Linked DNA regions of Mus musculus: all the other regions are linked to region 1. Evidence: chromatin contacts called from public Hi-C, HiCAR-type and promoter capture Hi-C data. All regions are on one chromosome and are shown on one strand. Each heading gives the region's core, a stretch centred on a gene start, on an enhancer-like site or on the middle of the called end of the contact. The rest is flanking DNA. Distances are from core to core; before and after follow the strand shown. Region 1 holds the start of Bhlhe22 (basic helix-loop-helix family, member e22). Region 2 holds the start of Dnajc5b (DnaJ heat shock protein family (Hsp40) member C5 beta). Region 3 holds the start of Mtfr1 (mitochondrial fission regulator 1). Region 4 holds the start of Armc1 (armadillo repeat containing 1). Region 5 overlaps Armc1 (armadillo repeat containing 1). Region 6 has its middle 79 kb from the start of Armc1.

Region 1 (2,686 bases), core at 106-2,605:
AGCTGGGAAGAGAGGCTGCCGAGATGGCCTGGCCTTGGTTGAGGTAGGCGACTAAGCGCCGCATTTCCTCCAGGGCCTGTGCCTGCATGAGGATGTAGTTCTTGGCGAGGAGCAGCGTGGCGATTTTGGAGAGCTTCCGCACTGAAGGGCTGTGCGCGTAAGGAATGACCGCGCGCAGCTCATCCAGAGCGTCGTTCAGGTCGTGCATCCTCCGGCGCTCGCGAGCGTTGATGTTGAGGCGCAACGCCTTCTGCTCTTTGGATTTCTTGCTGCTGCCGCCGCCACCGCCGCCGCTTCCGCCGCCACTTGTGGGGCCCCCCGGGGGGAGGCCCGAGCCACCATGCAAGTGGGCGTTGGAGCAGCCCTCGGCCACCTTGGCGCTGCCGCCCCCCGCTCCCGGCGATGCCCGCGGGTCGGGGCCCCCGGCTCGCAGCACCAGCTCGCAGCGGCCGTCGCTGTCGTCGTCGGGGCTCTGCTCGCCCCCGCTGCTCTCGGCCACGGAGCCGCGTCCGGCGCTCTCGCCGTACTTGAGGCACAGGGCAGCCCCCGCCGGCAGGCTGCTCAGGCTCGGCTCGCCCCCCACGCCCGCTGAGCCCACGAGCAGCCCCGGGACACTCACCCCGCCGCCGCCGCCGCTCGCGCCACCGCCTCCTCCGGGCGGAGGCAGCAGCAGCCCAGCCCCTTCGGGATCAGCGGGCTCGAAACAGCCGAGGGGCGACGAGGACGACGCCGGGCGTTCGCGAGTTGGAGGCGCCAGGGACAGGTCCATGCCCGGGGGTGTGGAGCGAAAAGCCGCCTCCAGGCGCTTGGCGGCGGAGGTGCCCAGGCTCTTGTGCAGGAAGAGGTCGTCTTCGCTCGCGGCCGCCGCACCGAGGTGCAACCCGCGTTCCATCGTCCGGGCCAGCCGCCACCTGGGCTGGAGAGTCAGGCGGCCGCACAGACGCGCGCCGGCGGGGTTCCGGAGCTGCTGCGTGCGTCGGTCCCCACGCTGCCCGCAGCCCTGTCCCCTTCTTTTTCTTTTTCGCCTTCCCCCGCGCTCGCCGCCTCCTCTTCTTCTTCTTCTTCGTCTCCAGCCGACGGTGCTGGCTGCTAAGGCTCACCATGGGCCGCGGCCCCTCATGGTGGGAGGCTGGTCTCGGAGGGAGCGGGGCTGCCGCCGCTACCGCCTCTGAGTCCAATCCCGCGCCTGCTCTACGCACCGTTTATCTTGCTTGGATTCACCTTCAAGAGATTTCCGGACCCATCAACCAGCCGCCGCCACAGACGGGGGAGTCTTTTACATCATTATCTCTGAGTAGGTTATTATGAAGAAGACTCGCCTGTTGGGACAGCGCTTTCTACCCAATCAGGTTAACGTTTTAATTAATAGGATTAAAACGGTAACAAACAATCGCAAGCGCTATCTGGCCGCGAGTCTGAATAGTTTCATTTCCCAGGTCTGAAGACAGGCAGCAGCCAGAGCTTTATAAAAGGCGCCTGCTCCATTATTCTGCCTGCCATCTGTATACACAGCTTAGCGCATATGTTTGCAAGGCGCTGGGTCCTGTTAGTAACCCAACAACTGCCTTTAGCTTGACATGTGTGGCGACTTTCACTCATCAATGAGCACACTAAAAGCCCTACTTAGAGCCGAGGATGTTCTTTGCTCCTTCAGCAAATTGTATATCCGCGGTAAAGACTGGGAGTCCAGTGGAAAGCCCCCGCCCCCACTGAGCACCCCCCACACACTACCCTTCACTGGGCCACTACTGTCTCAGCTTGCTTAGTTACCCTCATAGGAGAGAATTCTATATCTCCCTGTTAATAGCATGTCTGCATTTATAGATGGAACCTGGGGGCTGGGGGTAGGGGTGAGGTCCCTGCTGGCTTGTCTCGAATTTACCCTAGATTTTCAGCTAGTATGTCAGCAATGCAAGAGCCAACCCAGATTTTCTCCGCACCACTTTTCCCACAGCCCTCCACTGTCCATTTCCTATATAGATGGAAAAAAAATCAAACAATTAAAGAAAGCAACAAAATGATGACCAAGTTGCTTACATAGCCCGTTTGATTTAAAACTCGGAGGGGGCGGAGTGGGGGAGGCCTTTGCCGAGTCCCCCACGCTGTTAAGTTGGTGGTGAGAGAAGCTCACTGCTTCGTGGACAGAAAGAAAAGAAAAACTAGTCTCAAACTTTCCTCAAGATTAAATCCAGTTGCTTCGCAAGAGGGAACATTCAGAGTGGAATCTTCTCACACACCAAGTGGGGGCATTCGTGCATTTAGCTGCTCTGAAGACGTTTGGGGACATCTGGATCCGTCTGGGCTGTTCCTGCAGGGTTAGTTCAGGGCAGAATTGTGGAAACAAGAGCTGTCTGGATGGAGATAGTACACGTGGTCCTCGTGCTTCTGAGTCCAGTTTCTCGAAGCACACGATATTTAGTGGCTAGTTTTCATCCTTATAAGTAAAAACCGTATTCCCTCTTATCTGGCAGAATTACTGAAGGCTGTGCAGTTTGGGGTTTCTCTGGTTTCATTAAAAAACCTTTTAATTGTGGCTTTCAGAGTTGGCCCCAGGTGTTGGACTCTTTTCATTATATTTTGCTCTAATGTGATGAAATTCTAATTCTCTCCTTACCATATGGTTAAATTTCCCCACTGAGAATTAGTTGAAAAGGGAGAAATAATCTATTAATCTCTGTAATAGATT
Region 2 (2,686 bases), core at 77-2,576, 1.5 Mb before region 1:
GGATTTCTGAGTTCGAGGCCAGCCTGGTCTACAAAGTGAGTTCCAGGACAGCCAGGGCTACACAGAGAAACCCTGTCTCGAAAAAACAAAACAAAACAAACAAACAAACAAATGTCTCACATGCTATGGGTTACTGCTGCTTTCGTAGAGTGTCGGGGCCCTGGTCTTACTGCTGTGATACACATGCATGATTGTTGGAAGCTGAGTGAAAACTGTATCCCAGGTGGATTTGATCCCCTTTCTTGTCTACTGTGCCTGGTGTGTCCTGTAGGTTACTGATCCGAATCAGAGCCCCAGGCTGCTCCTTCCACAGTGTCCTAACACGGCTCTTGCAGACCATGATCAGAAAAGCCTGTTTGAGTAGTCCTAGCCTCTGACTGTGGAGTTGCTCTGTGTTAAGACCCAAGGGAGTCCAAACAGAGATGAGTCAGGGCCTGGCACCAATCCTAAGCTCCGCCTGCTGCTAAACAGAACGGCTATTTGCTGTCACTTGGAGTCTTTCTAGGCCTCCAGGAAGAAACAAATACTTTAGAAGCCAAAACCCCAAAGCAAAGTAAAGAAAACAGAACTGTTCACACGTCCAGCAACGATTCACTGCTGAGTCCCTAGACATGGGAGGAGTGGAGTAGGGGTAAAAGCAGATGAACTGTGCAACTTGACTTCTCAACCACAAGGCCTCTCTCTCTTCCACTGTCCCTAGGGGTGGCCTTTTGCCTCTGAAGTCTTGGAATTTCAAAACTAGACTTTGAAGTTAATCTCTATTGTTAACCCATAATACACCTTTCTCCTCCTTATATTAATTTTTGTTGTATTTTTAAAACCATCTCTATTAAAATTATTCTTTCACTTAAATATTTAAAATATTCACTCTTCTCTGTCATCCTGGGAGAAGTCACTAAAAACCAAAACTCCTGTGTAGAAGAATATCATAGAATGAGTGAGTCCCTTTAGAAAATAACCACGAACTGACCACTGGAGACACCAGTGCTTTTTGCACTTTCCCAGAAGTTGAGGAGGGGCCAGTGGTTATCTGAGAACTTTATAAATGCCTGTGTTTTGTGGCTTCATAGCCTCCTGGATATACCAGCTTTACTTCTGCTGGAAGCCCCTCTGGATTCCTACCATCCCTTAAAAAAAATAGGTACCCGTGTAAGTGTCTTCTTTTCCTTTAGACACTATTGAGTCCTGTGATTAGCTTAGCAAAAGTCATGTACCTTGTACCTGAACTGGAGGCATGGCTGGCTGATCCTTCTGGGTCCTTCCACGAGTGTTCTTCCCCTGCTCTGTCAATAACTGAGCCTCCGTTGCTTTTCCTTCTCAGATGCTAAGCTCTAGTCTATGCTGGGTATTGTGATGTCATAGACTAGAATTTTCCCTACCCCCACTACCCAGCTGAGATCTTCCCACCCACATCACTAACAGTCTCTCAATTTTCATTTACTTTAGCACTCAGGACCTTTTGAAATCTCCGGAAAGAAACATTGAAGACTGTGGTGGTTGGAATATGCTTGGACCAGGGAGTGGCACCATTAGGAGGTGTGGACTTGTTGAAGAAAGTGTGTCACTATGGGGGTAGGCTTTGAGAGAGCTTCCTACTAGTTGCCTGGGGATGCCAGTATTCTGTTTATCTTTTTTTAAAAAAATTTTTATTAGGTATTTTCCTCATTTACATTTCCAATGCTATCCCAAAAGTCCCCCATACCCTCCCCCCCCCACTCCTCTACCCACCCACACCCACTTTTTGGCCCTGGCATTCCCCTGTACTGGGGCATATAAAGTTTGCAAGTCCAATGGGCCTCTCTTTCCAATGTTGGCCTACTAGGCTATCTTTTGATACATATGCAGCTAGAGTCAAGAGCTCCGGGGTACTGGTTAGTTCATTATGTTGTTCCACCTATAGGGTTGCAGATCCCTTTAGCTCCTTGGGTACTTTCTCTAGCTCCTCCATGGGGGCTCTGTGATCCATCCAATAGCTGACTGTGAGCATCCACTTCTGTGTTTGCTAGGCCCCGGCATAGTCTCACAAGAGAGCTATATCAGGGTCCTTTCAGCAAAATCTTGCTAGTGTATGCAATGGTGTCAGCATTTGGAGGCTGATTATGGGGTGGATCCCTGGATATGGCAGTCTCTAGATGGTCCATCCTTTTGTCTCAACTCCAAACTTTGTCTCTGTAACTCCTTCCATGGGTGTTCTGTTCCCAATTCTAAGAAGGGGCAAAGTGTCCACACTTTGGTCTTTGTTCTTCTTGAGTTTCATGTGTTTTGGAAATTGTAACTTATATCTTGGGTATTCTAAGTTTCTGGGCTAATATCCACTTATCAGTGAGTACATATCATTTGAGTTCTTTTGTGATTGGGTTACCTCACTCAGGATGATGCCCTCCAGGTCCATCCATTTGCCTAGGAATTTCACAAATTCATTCTTTTTAATAGCTGAGTAGCACTCCATTGTGTAAATGTACCACATTTTTTGTATCCATTCCTCTGTTGAGGGGTCTGTTTACCTTTCTGAACAAGATGTAGAACTCTCAGCTCCTCCAGCACCATGCCTGCCTGGACACTGCCATGCTTCCTGCCATGATAATATTGGACTGAACCTCAGAACCTGTAAGCCAGCCCCAATTGAATGTTGTCCTTTATAAAAGACACCTTGATCATGGTATCTGTTCACAGCAGTAAAATCCTC
Region 3 (2,686 bases), core at 79-2,578, 1.1 Mb before region 1:
TAGGTCCACTTCAGCTACATGTTCCTTCACGTGTTTAGCCCAGCAGAACACCGTACAACACAGTTTCTAAAGAACCCTTAAGTTTCCTCTTCAGTTACTAGACTTGCATTTCAATTCAAAGATTAGGGTGTTGATAGAGAGTTAGCTGCACATCGTGACTGAGACTTTTCTTAGCTCGTAAGCATTTTATAGTCAAACTCGGTTGTATATAATCGCAAACCCATTTCTATTACCTTCTTTTTAAAAATAATTTTTACCTTTTAAATGATTTTTGTGTATGTACAATATATGTGATCAATATATGTGGACACAACTTACTTTCATGTAACAAGATAGTAAGTGTCACAACTTCCTTGACTAAGTCATTGTAATGTAAAACAACTACATACACTAGGAAAAGGTGACTGGAATCGGGCGTGGTGACTGAGGCAGGAGGTTTTAGGCAGCTCAACCTAATCTACATAGTGCATTCCACCCCAGCCTAGAGTAAGGAAGACAACTCTGTCTCAAAACCAAACCAAACAAAAAAGTGAACGCTAAATTACCAAGTATCATGAAATACTCCTTAATATTCTTTTCCGGATGTGGTGAAGCAAGCTTTAAATCCTGTAGTTGGGAGGTGGAGGGGGTAGGATCCGAACTTCTATTGACCATCCTCAAGCACAAAACGAGGTTTAAGCCAGAAGAGGTTACATCAGACCAATCACAAAACAAACCATCAGGCGGAAAGAAAGGTTTGGTTAAGTTTGACTTCAGATCTCAAAGTTTCTGTAGTCTGGCTACACGCAAACTGCGCACGCTTAGAAAGTTCAGAGCTGCCAGCCGACAATGACAGGAAAGTAGGTCCAGGTAGAACAGGCTGAACGCCGTGGGCCGCCCCGTTCAGCCCGGATCCAGCGAGGGCACAACGCCGACTGCGGGGGATGGGAGCCAGGCCGGCGGCCCGCGGAGCTCAGCAGGCCAGGCGCGGGCGAGCCGGAGGGCTGCTCTCTGCTCCGGGCTTCCGCGGCCTCCCTCCCGCTCGCCGGCCTCCCGCGCCGCGCCCCGTCCCCTCCCTTGTCCACAACACGGCCTCCCGCCACCGTTCAGCTCCGGGTGGTAGCCATTCCCCACCCCGCCAACCGCTTTTCTGTCCCGGGCCCCACTCACCTCGGCTGCGCAGCAGCCCTCACCTTCGCAGCTGCTCAGCCTTCCAGATTGGCTGTCCCAGGACCTTATGCCAATCAGCCAATCCCCGCCCCTGGCCCGGCCTAGGCTGACCAGTGAACGGCTCGCTGAGGCCCGGGGGCGGGCTCAGGAGAGGCCGGCGGAAGGCGTGTCTGCTCGCCGGCCACGCCGGCTACCTGTCCCGGGCTCTGTGCGCACGCGCGGTGCCCAGTAAGGGGCGTGTGCTTGCTAGTGTGCCGCGCTTTGTCTTGGGTGCTTCTGCCCCTGTTATTTTTGTTGGTAAACTTCGCCCCTTTTGGGTGTAGGAATACCCACATTCCGAGTGAAGTCTCAAATGTGTGCCCGCTGAAAGGAGCTAGGTCCTTAGCCTAGCCTAGCCTAGCCTGTGTCGAGCCCTTCTCAACCCACGCTCTGTGGGGACTTTGTCTGCCAGGGCGATCTGTTTCGGGCCTCAAATCCCGGACGTATGTTCTGGAGGAGTGGAAGGCGCGGCTCAGAGGGAGTGAAGACTTTTCCTGCCTTCAGTTCCCCCGCCTCAAAGTCTGCCTAATTGGTGTGCGTAGTTTTTAATGAAGGGTTATTCTAGATTTCAGATAACCTAGTCATGAAAATACGATCAGTCTGTGTCAAGTTAGCTATAAGCAGCACGGTGGTGTGTGTGGGTGCGATAAAACGTGAATATGGAGGGAAAGCCTATCAGTAATTCAAGAGGCCGCTCCTACCTGGGCGTGGCGGCTCCTGCTATGTAAAACGAGTAGTTTGAAGTTGGAGGCTGGAGGATCCAGAGTTGAAGACCAGCCTATGTCCAAAACAACCTGGAAGAGGGTGGAAGAGTTGAGGTGGGAAGTGGGCAGCAGCTGTTGCTACTTCGCCTTCTCTCTTACCCTCTCATTGGAGCGCTGGTGTTCTTACCCTGGATGGCCTAAATTCCTCCTGGCTACTGCTTTGGATTTCACCTAGAGCTTCAATTCAGTTACTCAGCAACGGCTCGTTGGGAGCCCATTATGACAGTACAAAGTTGGTGGGGTTTGTTTGTTTGTTTGTTTGTTTTTTAAGCCTTGAACCACACCCTGAGTAAGCCTACCAAAAGGCAGGGAGATCAAAACAAGGTTAATTAATATATGTGACCAAGTGTTATAACGTTTTAAGTACAAAAGGGCCTGACAGGCTGTGACCAAGGCTGGGAGAGAGAAGCCTGAGAGAGCAGTTCAGGGAGGGGTGCTTGGTCTGAAGGCTGATGAAAAGACAAAAGCTGCTGAAGTGAACTGGTAGGGACCACACACCAGGGCGACCATTCCAATGATACTTGTAGGATTTACTGCTAAGCTATTAGTTGCCTCAGGATCCCTGGTCACCAGCTGTGTGACCCACAGGTGACTCTCAGCTGCCTGCCACCACACAGGCCTATGTGATTGTCTATGTTTAAGAAGAAGGGTATCTGAAAGCACCCATCAGTTGGAGATGGCTTAAAACCTGTTTTTTGTTTTGTTTTGATTTGATTTGATTTTTTCTTTACAAC
Region 4 (2,686 bases), core at 92-2,591, 1.1 Mb before region 1:
CCAGATAGGTTGTGCTGTACTGGGTATGCCCCTTGGACTTAGTATATTTACTTTTTTTTTTTTTTTTTCCTGCTTTCTACATTCACTGTTTTTAATTTAGGCTCAATGTTCTCTTACCACTAATCCCTGTCTTGGCTTTGTGAATAAAGCACACAGACTGGCTTTTGCCTGTAGGTGAGATGGTTATTTAGAGTCTTGTTCTTGTTTTCTACCAAGCTTTACTTTGGACTTGTTTTCATTTTGGGTTTTAATAATAAGATAACCAAGAGCACGGGAACATTAAGAAACTCAAGAGATGGACTCTTTTGTTCTTCTTCTTCTTCTTCTTTTTTTTTCTTTTTAAGTCAAGGTTTCTGTGAAGCTTTAGTTAGCCTAAACTGGGCTTGAACTTGAAATGGTCTGCCTTCAGCCTTTACCTACTTAGTGCTCAGATTCCGCCGTGGCGGTCTGGTTTATAAATTCACTTACAAAATATTGGAGATAATAGCGTAGAATACAGTCCGGTGTGGTGTCTTCCACATCCTTTCCAAATTAAAGCCCTTTCAAATTCCTTGTAACAAGAATAACAACAAAGTCCCTGTAACTTTAATGTATGAGCAACACGTCAGAATAAGATTGTAGAAACGAAGATCAAAAAGGAGTGTGGATGGATGTATTATTTTCAGATTAGCCTGCGAGACTTGGATAACAATTTCAGAAATACTTTGGAAAATAAAACGTACCTAGAGCAACTCCTCGGTAACTAGTATCGATAAAACAAGTATGTCTTTACTTTGATAAATAGAAAACAGCATTAACAAAACTTCATGATGAACTGGAGAACTCTCTTAACACAAGTCTCTGACAAGAGAAAAGACAAAATTCTTTTCAATGTCAAATCACTTAGGCCAACCCAACAAAAGCACTTCGCATCCCTCGCTTTGCTAGAAAGCAGCACTGAAAAGAAATGAACGAAATCCAGAGAGGCCAAACAGTGTCGACGTTCATAGTAAAAACTACAAAAAAACGTCCGAAGATTCTGGGTAAAGACGCACAGACGTGGATGAAGGGTTACAGGTTGTTTTATCAGACCTGGAAGACTTGCTGAAGATAAACTATTCTGTTCGCGTGTCTGCACACAGAAGCAGAAGCCCTTCCTGCCGCGGGAACCCTGGGAATTGTAGTCGCGGAGCCACGATGGCTGTAAATTTGTTTAGCACTCCGTGGACGGCGAGCCCTTGGTTCCAATTCAGTGTTCTGGGTCCTCATAGGTCCGGTCTAGCTCACCAATGAGCTACTAGGTTTGAGAACATCCCGCCTCTGGTTGGGTGTCCTTCCTCACGTTGCTTCATTTTCAGCCAATGGGATAATAAAGCCAGCAGAGGTGACAGGGTCACCGCGGAGCCTGCAGCTCCTCCGCCGCCAGCGACTCAGCCCTGTGGTTCTTTGAGTCGGGCCGTGGCTCGGGGTCTTCGCCGCCCGTTGTCCGCCGTGGTGGGTGCGGCTCTGATGCTGCGGCAGGCTCCGGACGCCCGGAGCTCTGGAGGGTACGTAGCCGGGGCCGAGGTGGGGCCGAGGGGCCGCTGCTGCGCGGGCCGGCCGCTGCGCCCGCCTCCTGCCGGCATCCCGCGGGCTGCCTCGGACGGCTCCGGACGTGCTCTTCTCTCCTCTTCCTTCTGACCAGCCAGCCCGCCCTACGAGTAGCGGGTGTCCATGTCGCGGCGTTCTTTCTGTAAATCTGCGAGCCTCTGCGCGCAGGCCTCCATTCAAGAGAAACTCGTGTACACAGGTGGTGGGCATTTGTGCACTTAGCTGCTCCTTTGGTGATACTGTCTCCTCAGCGCTTGCAGTAGAAGTTTCCCACTGGGTTAGTTCTGTGCTTGCATGGTACTTGCCAGACATTTTACTGTCTTGCCTTTTTTTTTTCCCACCCTGTTACCCGCTCAAAACTGCTACCTGAAGAAACTGAGGCTTGGAGACGGTAATTCAATTCCAAAAGAGTTACAGTTATAATTGCAAGGAGAAGCCAGATCGGGTCTCGGCGTTTGATAGTGGTAGTTGCTTTTCAACCCGGCTTAATCATTAAGGATTTAGGATAAGTGTGTGCCCGCAGCAGCTCTTAGCACGTGAGGGCTAAATACTTCTATTAACTAAGTGGTGATTCTTAGCTATAAGAAAAGGAATACCTTTCTGACATCTGCCCAGACACTGATGTCTCGCGTGTCTCTAACTCCGTGCTTCAAGACTTCTTGCCCGTTGGCATCCTCATCTGGAAGCTGGTTGGACATCTCAGATTCCCAGACCCACTTACACCCACTGAGCTTGAACTTACTTTTGGCAAGGTCCCTTAGGTGATCGCAGTGTCCTTAAAGTTTGCGAAGGGTTCTGTTTGTCAACATAGAGCCAAGGAAGAGAAAATAAGTTTGGGTCGTGATGGTATGCCTTTAATCCCTGCTTTGGTAGCTATTGGCAGGCAGATCCCTCCTAGTTTCAGGCTCATCTCAACTACATAGGTCAGCCAGAGCTAAGTAAGGAGAAGAAAAAGTAAAGGCATACGTCCTATGCACTGTGACCTCTACTCAGACTGAGATACAGAAAAATGAGAACAAAGCTTTTGTCATTTGCACGACGTTTCCCTTTTCAGAAAATGAATGTGTCTCTTGAGAGTTTTAACTTAGCCGTCCCAACTCTTAAAGTAGACATCAAT
Region 5 (2,686 bases), core at 88-2,587, 1.1 Mb before region 1:
CCCTCTTCTGGTGTGTCTGAAGACAGCTACAGTGTACTCATATGTATAAAATAAATAAATCTTTAAAAAAAAGTTGGAGGGAGATCTTATAGGCTAAATGCTTTTTCTACATTTATTGATGATTCTTATTCTTTCCTTTTCATTTGTTGAATCAGAATCTTGTGTTATAGATTGGTATCAGACCTTGAACTTGCCTCGTCCTCCTGCACATGGTTACTGTAGCAGGCAGGAGTCAGGTGTACGCTGTTTATGTGGTGCTGCTAGGAACTGAATACAGAGCTCTATACGTGTTAGCCCCGCACTCTGACATCTGAACTGCATCACCAGTGCCCGTTACTGGTTATTCCAAGACTCATTGGTGTTTCTTTCTAATTGAACAAGGTATCAGGCTGAATGAAGCAAGACTCATCAAAATTAAGAAGTACAATTATAAAACCAGTAAAAATGACTATATAGTTATGCTTTTTTTTTTTTTTTTTTTTTTTTCCCCAAGGACTACAACTCCAGGAGAAACAAAACTTCTGGCCTCAGAAATCTATGACATCCTTCAATCCTCCAATTTGGCTGATGGTGATAGTTTTAATGAAATGAATTCGCGTAGAAGGAAAGCTCAGTTTTTTTTGGGAACTACAAACAAACGGGCCAAAACAGTAGTTTTGCACATAGATGGTCTCGATGATACGGTAAGACTTGTAGATGTGGTTCATAGGACAACAATGAGAAATGGTATCACCAAACATGTTCTTTGCAGTCACTTGCTAACGTGTTCTAAGAAAAAGTTGCAATATTAATAGTTTATACTTAAGGCAAAAAGGTCATCTTATGCTAAAGATATTGGCTAATCAGCATACATAGCAGTTTTAACTGTAATAGTAGGACTTAAAGAATGTAAGACTTGTAAATAGGTCTAATTAGAGCTGTGCATGATTTATGTAGATGAGTCATAACTTAGGAATGTCAGAAAAGAGATGGGGTCCTGTAGGTGTTAAAAGGCTCTGTGGTTAGCATGACTTTTCAGGGCTCATCAGTATCATGGATGTGTGCATCACTTCATATGTATTCCATCGAGTGGTCTACAGTACTACTTTGCGTGTTTCTACATATTGGCTCTTAGAGACCTGAATAGAGCCTGTCTGTTATAACTTCTTTTAAAGCACTGTGTCAGCATCTTCTTGGGTGTATACTTAGTGGCATTGCTCAGACATATGGTAATTGTAAGCTTAACTTTTTTCACGAACCATCGGATTGTTCACAGTGGCTGCACAGTATTACATTTCAACCAGCATTGTGCGAGGGGCCTAGTGTTTCCACATCCTCTAGTAGATTTGAGGTTTAATGGTTTTGATTTATAGTCTCCTGATAACTAGTGGTGTGGAGCAACATTTTAGACATGTATTGGTCATTGCTTTAGTGGTTAAATTGGGCTTGATTTATATCTTTCACTTCAGATTTATATTTGAGGGAAATATTCATTTCCTCTTTGTTCTTTGTCCAGTTTTAAATGGTCTTTTATTGCTCAACATTGACTGTGTATACTGTTAACCACTGAGCCATCTCTCCAGCCCCATATTTGTACATTTTATTGAAGTCATTTGGCTCTGGGCTTTGCTTTGTGGACAGTTTTTTTGACCATTAATTGAATTTCTCTACATGCTTTATTAGATCTATTTATCTTACCCTCTCCCCTTTTTTTAGTAAGTTTTGATTGTTTATGTCTTTGTAATAATGTTTACATTTTGTTGAGGTTGTTAATATTGGCAAACAGTTATTCACATTGCTTGTAAAGCTAAATGCCCTTGAACTAAAAATTCAAGTTTTGAAATGCTTCAATGTCCATTTTTTTTTTCATTTTTTTGTTTTGTTTTATTAGATGATTTCTTTATTTACATTTCAAATGTTATCCCCTTTCCTGGTTTCCCCTCCAAAACCCTCCTATCCTCTCCCCCTCCCCCTACTCACCAACCCAGCCACTCCTGCTTCCTAGTCCTGGCATTCCCCTATGCTGGGGCATAGAACCTTCACAGGACCAAGGGCCTCTCCTCCCATTGATGACCAACTAGGCCATCCTCTGCTAAATATGCAGCTGGAGCAATGGGTCCCTCCATGTGTACTCTTCAGTTGGTAGTTTAGTCGCTGGGAGCTCTGGGTGTACTGGTTGGTTCATATTGTTGTTCCTCCTATGGGGCTGCAAACCCATTCAGTTCCTTGGGTTCTATCTCTAGTTCCTACATTGGAGACCCTCAGTCCAGTGGTTGGCTCAGAGCATCCACCTCTGTATTTGTCAGGCACTGGTAGAACCCCTCAGGAGACAGCTATATCAAGCTCCTATCAGCAAGGACTTGTTGGTATCCATAATAGTGTCTGGGTTTGGTGACTGTATGTGGAATGGATCCCCAAGTGGGGCAGTCTCTGGATGGCCTTTCCTTCATTCTCTGCTCTACACTTTGTTTCTGTATCTCCTCCCATGGGTATTGTGTTCCCCCTTCTAAGGAAGACTGAAGTATCCAATCCACACTTTGATCTTCCTTCATGAGCTTCATGTAGTATGTGAATTGTATCTTGTTTATTCCGAGCTTCTGGGCTAATATCCACTTATCAGTGAGTGCATACCATGTGTGTTCTTTTGTGATTGGGTTACCTCACTCAGGATGGTATTTTCTAGTTCCATCCATTTGCCTCAGAATTT
Region 6 (2,686 bases), core at 92-2,591, 1.0 Mb before region 1:
CCACCCAAAGAAACATGAGAATCCTTCTTGCTGTAAACACAGGAGGTAGTTTAATGACGGAGCTCTGGGTTGAAACGTATCTCACGCAGGAGACAGTGGATTCAACCTTGAGGCTCAAAATCTAGGGGTGTTTATGGGGTAAAGGGCTTAGGGGTGGGGATTCAGCATAGCGACACAATATTGGCTTATTCAAACATCAGCAGAAAGAATACATGCAGGTCAGGGTGTCAGGGTTCTGTGAGTTGTTGACTCAGGTCAGATAGCCCTGTTATGTCCTCACATTCCTCTTTATCTTTATGGTCAAGCTGTTCCCAGGAATGTTTTAATGATACGGCATGCCTGGGTTTGTTTTTCTTTGTTCTCAGCCCCAGGCAGCCTCTAGGCTCACAAACACCCAGCAATTTCTGAGTAATTTATATGACTTACAGGTCTTGAAATTTCATCTTTCTTTCACAACAATGTGCTGCTTCCCACCTCATCATCAATCACTAATTGACAAAATGCCTTGCATCTGCATATTATGGATGCATTTTCTCAATTGAGGTTCCCTCCTTTCAGATAACTATAGCTTGTGTCAAGTTGACATAAGACTAACCCACACAGGTGTCTTCCTCTACCACTACCTACCTTGTATTTTTTTAAATTTAAAATTTTATTTTATGTTTAAGAATGTTTTGTTTGCAAAACCAATATCTGCAGCATGTGCAGGTCTGGTGCCCATAGAGGCCAGAAGACTGGATCCCTTGAAACAGTTACTACGGATGGTTGTGACCTGCTATGTGGGTTCTGGGCTTGGAACCCGAGGCCTCTGGAGGAGCAGATGGTATTCTTCACTACTGAGATATTTCTGCAGTCCCCATCTATACCTTACTTTTTGAGACAGAGTCTCTCACAAACACAGAGCTCATTGATTGGTAGGCTGGCTAGCCAGTGAACTCCAGAGATCCACCTATTTCGGTTTTTCCAGCACTAATGCTATAGATACCTCGCTTTTTATGTGTGTGTTGGAGACCCAAATTCAGGTCCTCTTGGTTATGCAACAAACACTTTCTCCATTGAGCCATCCCCTCCTCCCCATATTAACAGTGTTTTGAAGTTCAGAATTTTGTTTTGGAGTTATGATCAGTATATACAATATAAAGAGGCATGCTTGCATTCTGAAGAAAAACTCTACATCTAAAATTATTATCAAAATCGTACATACACAAAATCATGTACAGTTAAAGATAATTGATGTCATATGGTTTTTGACTAGAAAATAAAAGCATTCTTCTCTATCCTTAGTACCACAAAATTACATCACCACTTCACTGTTCTATTTTTAGTCCTAAATGTGGCCACCACCCACTAAAGAGTATTTTTGCTTCCCTATGTCTGGAGGAATCTGTTTTAGATTATTCCAGTCAGTTTCCTGTATGAAAGATGGCTTCCTCTTTCTTTCATGCCTCCTTCCTGAACCGTATTCCTTACACTATTATGTCCCGTGGGAGCAGAGGAAGCCCCGAGTGTACAAAGTCCTGAGTGAATGTGTGTGATTGACACGAGCCAGCCATGTTAAAGGCTGAAACCTCATGGGAAATTTTGATAAAGTCTCTTTGTCAAGTGAAGCTCAGAGAGATGGCAAAGCTTTCCTCTGATCCACATTCCAGTGTTGACAGTTTGTGAATGAAATGTCCACTGTAGCTTTTTCTTCCCAGGTATGTATGGCTTTTGCTCCCCTGAGAGACTGTGATTAGCTAAACCTTCCTCCTTGACTTAGCTGTAATATCATAAAACTCACCTCTCTGCATCTGCACTTAAACATGCTAGGCTTCTGAGGAGCTGGGTTTCTTCATTCCAGAGCCCAGGTCATCCGTCCCTAGCTTATCTCTCTGTGTTTCTGTCATTTCTTCTGTGTCTATACTTAATTCAGTGTCTGCCCTTTCTTTTCCTCACCACCTCTACTCGGGTTTCCAGGATCCAAGCTATGCAAGGACACAGCAATATCCTATTTTATTGGAAGTTGAGTTTCAGAACTTTGAATAGTGTACTTAAATATCTACTCTTTCCTATTAACTTTAGTCCAGAAGTACTTACTAATACCTCCTGGGGCCAGCCTCCTCTCATTCCCACCCCACCCCAACCCACTGCTCACCCTGGGTATTTTCCTTTGCCCAGCACTGCCCTCAATAACCAGCAAGATGTTGTAAAATTGTTTCTGATTCCTAAAGTTAGGTAAGAAAAGCTGTTGTGTGTTTCTGTCTAGTTGTCTAGCTGTCTAGACAACTGCCTGCCATGAGTATACTTGAACAGGATTGAGGGGAGGTCTGTGAGGCAAACATCTAAAACTTTCTGCCAGTACCTAGCAACAAAATTGTCAGCCATGTTAGCAAGCCATGTGGGCTTGCAAGCTAGAAGCTGATTTCTTGACAGCAAGCTCATGTGAAACCCTGAAAGCCTGAGTCAGGGCAACTCAGCTAGTTTGCATTTGAATTCTTGACTGACAGAAATTCTATGAGATAAGAAATGTTTAGATGGTACAGTACTGATATCAACTCATAGAGACTGACAGCTTGCACAGGACCTGTACACGTTCAAATCAGACAAAATCCCAGCTCAGAGAAGGGGAAACAGGTACAACGTCTCATACCTTACTAAGAAGCTATTTGCAATTGATACCTGCTAGAAGAGTAAAAAATTAGTTTTC

Evidence for each region. Promoter capture Hi-C pulls out the DNA fragments that hold promoters and counts their contacts. Hi-C and Micro-C count contacts between places; a contact is called where the count stands out from the background. HiCAR-type assays count read pairs that join an accessible place to other places.
Region 2: a promoter capture Hi-C map of liver shows a contact between it and region 1, with 8 times the contacts expected there. The contact joins the promoter of Dnajc5b here to the promoter of Bhlhe22 in region 1. A contact is called at or near these places in 8 of 39 promoter capture datasets (the 3T3-L1 cell line, embryonic stem cells, hippocampal neurons and 2 more).
Region 3: a contact with region 1 is called in a promoter capture Hi-C map of hippocampal neurons, with 37 times the contacts expected there. The contact joins the promoter of Mtfr1 here to the promoter of Bhlhe22 in region 1. A contact is called at or near these places in 22 of 39 promoter capture datasets (the 3T3-L1 cell line, 3T3-L1-derived adipocytes, the C10 cell line and 13 more), 9 of 484 Hi-C or Micro-C datasets (the MNK3 cell line, cerebral cortex, embryonic fibroblasts and 2 more), 18 of 115 datasets of contacts at active chromatin or transcription factors (bone marrow-derived dendritic cells, embryonic fibroblasts, embryonic forebrain and 9 more) and 4 of 9 other capture datasets (adipose tissue, embryonic stem cells, embryonic trunk and 1 more).
Region 4: a contact with region 1 is called in a HiCAR-type map of astrocytes, with 17 times the contacts expected there. The contact joins the promoter of Armc1 here to the promoter of Bhlhe22 in region 1. A contact is called at or near these places in 25 of 39 promoter capture datasets (the 3T3-L1 cell line, 3T3-L1-derived adipocytes, the C10 cell line and 13 more), 14 of 484 Hi-C or Micro-C datasets (LSK cells, brain, cerebellum and 6 more), 15 of 115 datasets of contacts at active chromatin or transcription factors (astrocytes, differentiating embryonic stem cells, embryonic forebrain and 9 more) and 4 of 9 other capture datasets (adipose tissue, embryonic stem cells, embryonic tail and 1 more).
Region 5: a Hi-C map of adipose-derived mesenchymal stem cells shows a contact between it and region 1, with 2.1 times the contacts expected there. The contact joins the enhancer-like site here to the promoter of Bhlhe22 in region 1. A contact is called at or near these places in 16 of 39 promoter capture datasets (the 3T3-L1 cell line, 3T3-L1-derived adipocytes, the C10 cell line and 9 more), 5 of 484 Hi-C or Micro-C datasets (adipose-derived mesenchymal stem cells, cerebellum, cerebral cortex and 2 more), 3 of 115 datasets of contacts at active chromatin or transcription factors (differentiating embryonic stem cells, embryonic forebrain and forebrain) and 3 of 9 other capture datasets (embryonic stem cells, embryonic tail and liver).
Region 6: a promoter capture Hi-C map of second pharyngeal arch cranial neural crest shows a contact between it and region 1, with 18 times the contacts expected there. The contact joins the enhancer-like site here to the promoter of Bhlhe22 in region 1. A contact is called at or near these places in 22 of 39 promoter capture datasets (the 3T3-L1 cell line, 3T3-L1-derived adipocytes, the C10 cell line and 14 more), 8 of 115 datasets of contacts at active chromatin or transcription factors (craniofacial prominence, embryonic forebrain, embryonic stem cells and 4 more) and 3 of 9 other capture datasets (embryonic stem cells, embryonic tail and pancreatic islet).

The regions. Positions count from the first base shown.
Region 1 is chr3:18,052,994-18,055,679 of GRCm38.p6, reverse strand. It overlaps Bhlhe22 (basic helix-loop-helix family, member e22), which reads right to left and starts at 1,355. Exons shown (of 1, transcript NM_021560.4): 1 at 1-1,355. The coding sequence starts at 892.
Region 2 is chr3:19,507,235-19,509,920 of GRCm38.p6, reverse strand. It overlaps Dnajc5b (DnaJ heat shock protein family (Hsp40) member C5 beta), which reads right to left and starts at 1,326. Exons shown (of 5, transcript NM_025489.3): 1 at 1,215-1,326.
Region 3 is chr3:19,186,752-19,189,437 of GRCm38.p6, reverse strand. It overlaps Mtfr1 (mitochondrial fission regulator 1), which reads right to left and starts at 1,328. Exons shown (of 8, transcript NM_026182.6): 1 at 1,150-1,328.
Region 4 is chr3:19,161,750-19,164,435 of GRCm38.p6, reverse strand. It overlaps Armc1 (armadillo repeat containing 1), which reads left to right and starts at 1,341. Exons shown (of 7, transcript NM_028840.3): 1 at 1,341-1,526.
Region 5 is chr3:19,142,327-19,145,012 of GRCm38.p6, reverse strand. Armc1 (armadillo repeat containing 1) reads left to right here. Exons shown (of 7, transcript NM_028840.3): 4 at 494-683. Among named protein-coding and RNA genes, the nearest start is that of Armc1, 19 kb to the left of the region's middle. Within about 2 kb of position 1,337, at least 4 of the 459 cell types and tissues checked have an H3K27ac peak or open chromatin away from gene starts, as enhancers often do. A contact at or near this core is called in adipose-derived mesenchymal stem cells, where this site is marked.
Region 6 is chr3:19,083,201-19,085,886 of GRCm38.p6, reverse strand. No RefSeq gene overlaps it. Among named protein-coding and RNA genes, the nearest start is that of Armc1, 79 kb to the left of the region's middle. Within about 2 kb of position 1,341, at least 5 of the 459 cell types and tissues checked have an H3K27ac peak or open chromatin away from gene starts, as enhancers often do. A contact at or near this core is called in craniofacial prominence and second pharyngeal arch cranial neural crest, where this site is marked.